2 separate regions of the Mus musculus genome follow, and region 2 is linked to region 1. Evidence: chromatin contacts called from public Hi-C data. All regions are on one chromosome and are shown on one strand. Each heading gives the region's core, a stretch centred on a gene start, on an enhancer-like site or on the middle of the called end of the contact. The rest is flanking DNA. Distances are from core to core; before and after follow the strand shown. Region 1 overlaps Tmem236 (transmembrane protein 236). Region 2 overlaps Mrc1 (mannose receptor, C type 1).

Region 1 (4,146 bases), core at 435-2,934:
CATCCATATTGAGAGGGGGAGGAGTGGCAAAAATATGTTCAGAAGAGAAGATGGAGATCGAGGCTTGTAACTTCAACCACATCAGCAGAATGACTTGAGTGGAAGATGAGAGACAAGGGCTAAGATGAAATAAGGCTGTTCTACTTCTGGGCCTCTAGGGAGGAAGTGAGCTGATAGAAGTATTTAGCTACAAACATGTTATTCCAAAATAGGGAAGAGTGGCTCTAGCTGGTTCAGAGGCTGTACAAGCTCAAGTTTCCTCTATGAATTCAGAGAGCAGAGGCTACCAACCATGAGCCAGCATCCCGGTGGTCCTGGAAGGTGGGTCCAGAGAACAGTGCATCCAGCCACAGAAAATCATCCTTAAGCCTTCACAGCGAATGGAATTTTCTGACCTCAGTTGGATCGTTCTCAGAAACCTCGGCTTTTCCTTTCCTGTTCACTGTTTATCTCTCAAAGAATCGGTGATGCCTGTTTCGTCCCACCGTTGTATTTTGAAGGCAACATACTTTTTAAAAGATCTGTAATTTTTTACGAACATGCTCGTGTGTGTGTGTGTGTGTGTGTGTGTGTGTGTGTGTGTGTGTATGCGTGTGCGTGTGCGTGTGCGTGTGCGTGCGTGTGTGTGTGTGTGTCTGAAAAAGCCGGAAGAGGTCATCAGATCTCCTACAGCTAGATGCTTAAAAATGAACTTGCATTTTCTGCAAGAGCAGCAAGCATTCTTAGTCCTTCTCTTTAGGTGCTACAATCTACTTTTTGTCTGGTTTCACAGGGTCACTGATAGAGAGGAATTTTGACTCAGGACAAGTTCTTTCCCAAGTCTTCCCTATAAAATGGAGATTTGGGGTACTTTGGAATGATGTTTAGATGAGCTTTGAACACAGAACTGATACTGAAATGAATAAGACTTTTTTTTAAAGAGGGCAGGGTAAGTGTACTCTCTGCAACAAACAAATGTGAAGTTTGAGGGTTCTAAGGGTGGTATGCTGTGGAGTAAGTTTGTGTTCCAGTTATGGTCGAGTCTCTATTTCTAGTTCCTCAGAATAGAAACAATAAAAATTTGAAAGTACTTTATTAAAGTAAAGTAATTAAGTTAAAATAGGATATCAGGATAGATTTTAAATTAATATGATAGGAAGATTTCTGGAAGCAGAGATGAACAAAGGGAATACCTGGAAAGGAATGACAGGAATGTCATGTGATCATGGAACTCAAGACCAAGATGGCTGACATACTTCCCGATAGGCATGGAGCACACTCACCCTTAGGTCTCTTCAGAAGGAAGCAACATGGCTAATTCTTTGACTTCTGACTCCTAAGTGTCTAAGATTTTGAGATAACAGTTTTGTTTTGTCACCAAGTTTATACACTTTGTTCTAGCAAGTTTCAAATGCTGCAGCATAACACTAGAAGATAAAAATTTCAGCTAGAATATTAGCAGCATCTTTGAAAGTGTGCTTACATTTAAACTAACCAGATGCCACTATATACATACTGCACAGAGGAAAAGAAGACCTGTGGCATGGTGGCACATGACAATTGCAAAAGCACAAGCCTCGTGACTTCAACACCCATGGTTATTGAAAGCACAATGAAAAGACTCTCCCAAGAGTTGAGCCCAGGATAAGAAGACCAACCTCAAGCACAATGGGTTAAAACTTCCTGTTTGTACAGCAAGTTTGGCCTTGAGATTACTCATGGAGGAAGCTTGGTGGGTGGGGAGCTCAGATAATTTACTTGGGAAATGACTCTCTGCTAAGAAACCTGTAAGATTCTCCTTTCCCTAAGTCATTAAGTCAAAGTTTCCTGCCATACGGCTCCCATGAATCTGTTAACTCCCTCAAACAAGAACACTCCTGTACTATCATCTAAGTTGCTACTGAGTGCTGAGCACTTCAGAGAACAGGTGCTTCTATCACCCAGACCCTACAAAAGCCTCTCACTGATATTGAAGCTGATGAGGAAGCTTGAATTCCAGGTCCTCCACTGGGATGTAAAAATTGAGCTCTAATCCAGGATGTTCTGACTACAAATCCCATGTTCCCAATGGCTATGATGCTACACAGCTCTTTCTTTTCTGATGGCTCCTTTAGAAACACATTGGTCTTTGCCCTCTTCTTAAAACATATCTGCTTCTTCCCCAGTCAGCTCATTATCCATCCTCATCCATGGAGATATCATCTACCCTCTTCTTTTCAAGCTCAGCTCAAATTAAGTCTACACTGTGAGCTTTTCTCTACTCTGAAACCTGTGGCCACACATACCTAAGGTTGAAAACCTGCTTCATTCAAGGCACCATGGTGAAGTGATGGAGGGATACAGGTTGGGGCAGAAAAGAATAATTTTTAAAGTAGATGAGGGAATGTTGTATGAGGAGCCACATCAAAAGCCAGACAGTGCAGTGTGTTCAGCAGAAACAAACAAACAAAAAAAAAAGGAATATCACATCCCTGCTAGCCACAATAGCTAGATCCTTGTTCAATGAGAGATGCTCTCAAAAAGTAAAATAAAATTGGACAACAACAAAGGAAGACACCTGATATCAACCTCCAGGCTTCACACATGCATACACACATAGGTGCACACACAAGAATGCATGTACACACATGCATACTGACACATAGACATGCATACAGACATACTTTCATACAGACATACAATAAAAAACTCTCCCTTACTGTCAATATGACATCAATATTTTCCATGCATAATTGTGTAATTTCTACAGTAGACCACAATCTTTAAGGAAGTGCCTACTGTGGTGAAAGATTTCCCTATAATTGTTTTTGAATAAAATCAACTAAATGAAGAATTTGTATAATGAGATAGTTTGGAAAGGAATATCAGTGTTAGAGTGTAGACAATCTTATATGCCAGGGATATGGTGGTGAGTATCCCTGGTGGTAGTTTTTGGGACAATCCTTTCAGATAGTGAATGGCTAATATGTAAATGTTTAGTTAGAAGAGGATTGTATTATTAAGAAATTGGGAATTGCAAAGAAATCAAATAGATAAAGTTATAGCTATTTATACAAGCCCTTATTTTTCTTAAATCATTAGAGTGTATTGGTAGATTATTGTGAACCTGAAGAATTTCTGGTAAGATCATTTAGGCTAAGACATTTTATGTGACTTGACTGGAAGTACAAAGAGTCATGTCAGGCTATCAGCTTTCAAAGTGGCACCACCAAGAGCTTAAGGTTTCAACTGAATAGAGAAGTCATTTAAACTGGTATAGTTATGTTAAATCAGGAAAAGGGTAAACTAATGGAAGGCAGGGTGGAGACTTCCTGCTGCACTAGAAGCCATGCTGAACATCAGAACTCTAGGTAGAATGCCTACCTGCAGACCCCCCTCTACCCTCGCAGTGTCCCTACAACACTCTCCTTATTTCTCCCTCCCGCCCTCACTGTTGTCTACCAGCTGCCAAGATGGGCAGAAGCTTCGCCCCCTTCTCAAAAGCAGACCATACAGGCCAGAGACCAGTGAGAAAACAGCAATCAAGGAACAAAACACTCATCCAACAAAGAAAAGCCCAGAAATCAGCACCTAGACCAAGAATCACCCCAAAGCCAGGTGCCTAGACACAAGCATAAGACCACAATAAACAAACACTGAATATTCCAAAAGAGCTGAAGCACAAGAAAAAGACCTTAAAATGAACTTTATGAAGATGATAGAGGTCCTTGAAGAAGTGACTAAATCACATAAAGAAATCAAGGAAAAGGCAAACAAAAATTGGAAGAAATGAATAAATCCCTTAAGGAATGCCAAGAAAGAACAAAAAAGAAAATAACTGAGTTGAAGGAAATGAATGAAAACCTGAAAACAAAAATAGAAGAAATAAAGAAAACACAAACTATGGGAAATCTAGAAATGGAAAATCTAGGTAAGTCAACAGGAGCCACAGATACAAGCATCACCAACAGAATGTAAAAGATGGAAGAGAGAATCTCAGGCATAGTAGATATAGATACACCAGTCAAAGATGTGAAAACTAAATAATTCCTGACACAAAACATCCAAGAACTCTGGGGCACTATGAAAAGATTAAATGTAAGAATAATAGAAGTAGAAGAAGTAGAAGAATCCCCTATCTCAAAGGCATAGAAAATATTTCCAACAAAATCATAGAAAATTTTTCTA
Region 2 (4,146 bases), core at 1,153-3,652, 84 kb before region 1:
GGAAAGCGGCCAATAATTGCTTGCTGTCAGAATGTCAGCATTCAAAATTATTCAAGTGTTTAACTGCCCATAGGATCTCAGACTCCCCGATCCCTGCACAGCAACTTCTCTTGGAGTCTGTCTTCACCTCATCTCCCAGACCAGGCCCTTTAAGTGTTTCATTTTATTTTCTATTTCCTTTTCAGTTCTCATGACATTCTGAATGGAGCCAAGAAGTGTGTGCAACTCCCCATTGACCAGAGACTGCCCCATGAAAACTTCAAGAAGGGTAGAGTTATCAGACACAGTAAACCACTGAATATTTACACACTTGAAACACTGTCCTTTGGTAATAATGAAGTGCTGTCTCATACCAAGCAAAGCCCACTGTATCACATGGCTATCTTCAGTCACTGCGGATGATCTGTACTCACTTTCCGGCAGCCTTTGTCTGCACCCTCCGGTACTACAGCATGGCTTTGTGATACCATCTTACAGATGTAACCTAGTGGTTGCTCACAGGCTCTGTCCGCCCAGTATCCATCCTACAGAGCAAAAAGAAAAATAAGTGATTATCTGTATTCAGACCTAGGTTCATTTGTTTCTTTCCAGTGCTGAGCCCAGGGCCTCATGCATGCTAGCTAGGGGAAGCTAGCATCTACAAACAAATGGTAAATTCATATCTTACATGTTAGCAGTATATTTGGCTCTAACTGTTCATGTGTAAAGAGATTATAGGACTAATGTGATTCTTTATCCTGAATATTCAAACCCAGGATGTGTAGTTGGTTGGCCTCATGCTGTTTGTACTCTAATGTTAATTCTGCTTCTCAAGAGGGGTTGCCCTCCACCCCCCTGATAATCAGACCATCACATACTCAGGTGATGTCACGTGAACCTTCTCGCCGTGTTAACTGGTCAATAAAAGGCTAGAACTGGTGAATGGGCAGTGGAGAAGAAAGGTGAAAGTGGAAGTTCAAGAATAGGGGACAGGTAGAAGGAGAGGGGGAAGGTGAGAGGAGAAGAGGGGATGGAAAAAGAGGAGAAGCCACAATGGACCAGAACTGTGAGGCCAGGAGCAACCAGTAGAAGGTACAAAGCTCTGACTTGCTAAACCAAGTCATATATATGCATACATACATATTTGCATACATACATATATAAATATATACATAAATATGTTCAAAATCTGCTTATACACAGATACAACATGTGCATATACATAATATATACACTGTCACATACATATATACATATATATAATTTCAGAATTCAGCAGACAGTATTATTAGTTTTTACTTAATGCTACCTTTTAGCCAAACTTTTATATCATTTATCTATCTTATGGTCTTCTTGACTTTGCTAGGCCATACTGAGATACTCCAGAGACTGAATCTGAATTGTCATACAACTTAAATCTCTATTAACAACAGAAGCAATCACAACAGATAATAATTGAGGCAGAGAAAGAAGATCACAGCAGCATTGTCAGGCATCATCGGAGCGCCTCACCTTGCCTTTCATAACCACGCAGTCCTCCTGTCTGTTGTTCTCATGGCTTGGCTCTCCAGGAAGCCATTTAGTAAATGTCACTGGGGTTCCATCACTCCACTCAAAGTACATCTGAATCTTGATGTCATTTAAACCAATCCACAGCTCATCATTTGGCTCTACACGGGAAGAGAATCACCTAAGTAGTTTATGTACTGTCCTCTAAAAGTAATCAAATACAACAGGAGTACACTTTCCAAAGGCCAGCAGAATGTCTGAAAAGGGTCCTGGGCTTGCCCATTCAGCTCTGCTCCCTTGATCTCACAGAACTATCATAAAAGACAATCTATATGCAGTAAATATATACCAACTACATATTATGATGTCAGTTTTAGGTTATTCAATGATTTCTATTGCAAATGCGACTATACTTCTAGTATTATAATATTTCTGATATTATATTTTATGGGAGTTGTAAAAATGAAATGAGAAACCCCAGTCTTGTGAATCGATGTTATAGCTACAAATAATGAATATTTCTGGAACTGCATACAGTATCATTCATATATATATATATATATATATATATATATATATATATATATATATAAAATATATATTATATATTATATATATATGGTAGTCAAATACACAATGGAACAAATTTGTAGTGACTGAAGATCTCAGGTTTTGTGGCTATGAAGTAAACATTTTCAAATTTAAAAATTAAATGCTATACAATTCAGTATCTATTTAACTTTCTCAATTGGGAAAAGCATTGTAGCTTTTGATTTCCATCTTTGACCAGTACAAGCCACTGACTTCAAACACTTATAAAGATGGCATTTGGTAGAAAATGCTAAGTGGCTGGTTTTCTTCCTCCTGAAAGCTGTCAATCAACTTCATTTTTGAAGAAGTCCTCAAGTGGACTTTTGCCAGCTCTAGCAGATGTTTCCAGCATCCTGAAGCACGGGGGATAGTTTCAGGATGGGTCCCTCTTCCTTTCACATGAGTTGGCAGATCAGGAGCTTTTGAGTAACAAACATAGGCTTCAAAGAGACCTTACATAACCTCAAGAACTTTAGGATAAAGACCAGTGTAAAATTACACAGGTATATATGAGTTTTCTGTGTATGTTTGCTTTAATTTATTTTTATTAGTTTCCAAAGAATTAGACTTTATTATTGCATTCCCATGTATACTTCTCTTACAAACCTGTTTTCCACTGTGTGCATGTGTGTTTCAAGTTGTTAAATCAATTTTTATAAACCAGTTAAACAGATTGTATGAACTGGAATTCATTCCTTCCATACTTGGGCTCCAAATTGTCTACTTTGTTCTTTATTTCCATAACTAATATTAGAGCTTCTATCTCACATAACTAAATTAATTTTGAAAAGTTTTTATTTAGAAGCAGTAATCTTAATTTTATATTTTACTTTTATTGAGATTATTTTGTTCTGTTAAATAAGGAAATACTGTTCTAAGATACTATAAATGTTTTTAGTAACTTTTCTTTTTTTAAGATTTCTTTTCTTTTATGTGAGTTTTTTTCTTCATGTACGTCTCTGTACCAGGGGTGTGGGGTACCCACTATGATCAGAAGAGGGCATCAGATCTTCTGGAACTGGTATTACAAATGGTGACGAGCTGCCATCTGGGTGCTGTGAACCAAACTCAGGTTCTCAGCAAAAGTAACAACTGCTCTTAACAGCTGAGTCATCTCTTCAGGCCCTATAACTCCTTTTTTCCCAATGGAAAGCTCTCTAGTTCATTCATTTGTTCTTAGGCTGAACTGAAATGAAACCTTGGTCATCCAACTTCCACAAATAATTACAGTAATAAAATACATGGCTCTGCTGAGGAGATATCATGTCACAGAGTAGAACAGACAGCCCTCTGCCATCTTAACTAACCTGCTTCTAACACTGGTGCATGCCAAGCTTCCCAACAGGTCATGATAAGTTTGAGTGACTTTACTTAGATCCTCCCATTGAGATTACAATTCCATCAACTAATCTGAGTGTCCCAGGGTAGGTGAGCACAGAAAAATTAAGTTGTTCACGTGCTAAAATGTTCACGTGCTATTTTCGTCTCTCTCTCTCTCTCTCTATCTCTCTCTCTCTCTCTCTCTCTCTCTCTCTCTCTCTGTGTGTGTGTGCGTGTGTTTGTGTGTGTGTGTGTGTGTGTATGTGAGTATGGACATGTATGCCCAGGAGACAACCTCAAACGTCCAGGTTCCAACAACTAACTTGCAAAGCCCACCAGGCTGATCAGTCAATAAACATCAGGGACTGGCATGTCTCCATCTCCCCACTGCCAGGGTTACAAGAGAGCCACCAAACCCAGGGTTTACTTATTTACTTTTAGGAAGCAAACAAGCATTTAAATAATAATAATATTTAAAAAAAAACAAAATAAGCAAACAAACAGAAGAAAAAAGAGCCAAAGAAAACATAAAAGCAGCACCCAGTTGTATGTTCATTCTGGGAGTCCTCCTCATTCTACAATTTATGGTGATGCATCTCTCACATCTCGAGGCTGCAGAGCCTCCAGACCACATTTGGTCACATCCTCAGAGGCAAATGGTTTCTACTGGACCCTCGTACTAGGAACAATGGTGTCTGCAAGCTTTTCACATTTTTCTCTGCTCCTCCTGTCTTTTTTTCCTTCATG

Evidence for each region. Hi-C and Micro-C count contacts between places; a contact is called where the count stands out from the background.
Region 2: a contact with region 1 is called in a Hi-C map of bone marrow-derived macrophages, with 37 read pairs. The contact joins two enhancer-like sites. A contact is called at or near these places in 13 of 39 promoter capture datasets (the 3T3-L1 cell line, 3T3-L1-derived adipocytes, the C10 cell line and 9 more), 4 of 484 Hi-C or Micro-C datasets (the G1E-ER4 cell line, bone marrow-derived macrophages, embryonic fibroblasts and 1 more), 2 of 115 datasets of contacts at active chromatin or transcription factors (intestinal villus epithelium and pancreatic cancer cells) and 2 of 9 other capture datasets (liver and macrophages).

Annotation. Positions count from the first base shown.
Region 1 is chr2:14,183,124-14,187,269 of GRCm38.p6, reverse strand. All of the region lies in intron 1 of Tmem236 (transmembrane protein 236), which reads right to left. Among named protein-coding and RNA genes, the nearest start is that of Tmem236, 11 kb to the right of the region's middle. Within about 2 kb of position 1,684, at least 5 of the 459 cell types and tissues checked have an H3K27ac peak or open chromatin away from gene starts, as enhancers often do. A contact at or near this core is called in bone marrow-derived macrophages, where this site is marked.
Region 2 is chr2:14,267,642-14,271,787 of GRCm38.p6, reverse strand. Mrc1 (mannose receptor, C type 1) reads right to left here. Exons shown (of 30, transcript NM_008625.2): 8 at 1,492-1,649; 9 at 414-524. Among named protein-coding and RNA genes, the nearest start is that of Mir511, 8.7 kb to the right of the region's middle. Within about 2 kb of position 2,402, at least 1 of the 459 cell types and tissues checked has an H3K27ac peak or open chromatin away from gene starts, as enhancers often do. A contact at or near this core is called in bone marrow-derived macrophages, where this site is marked.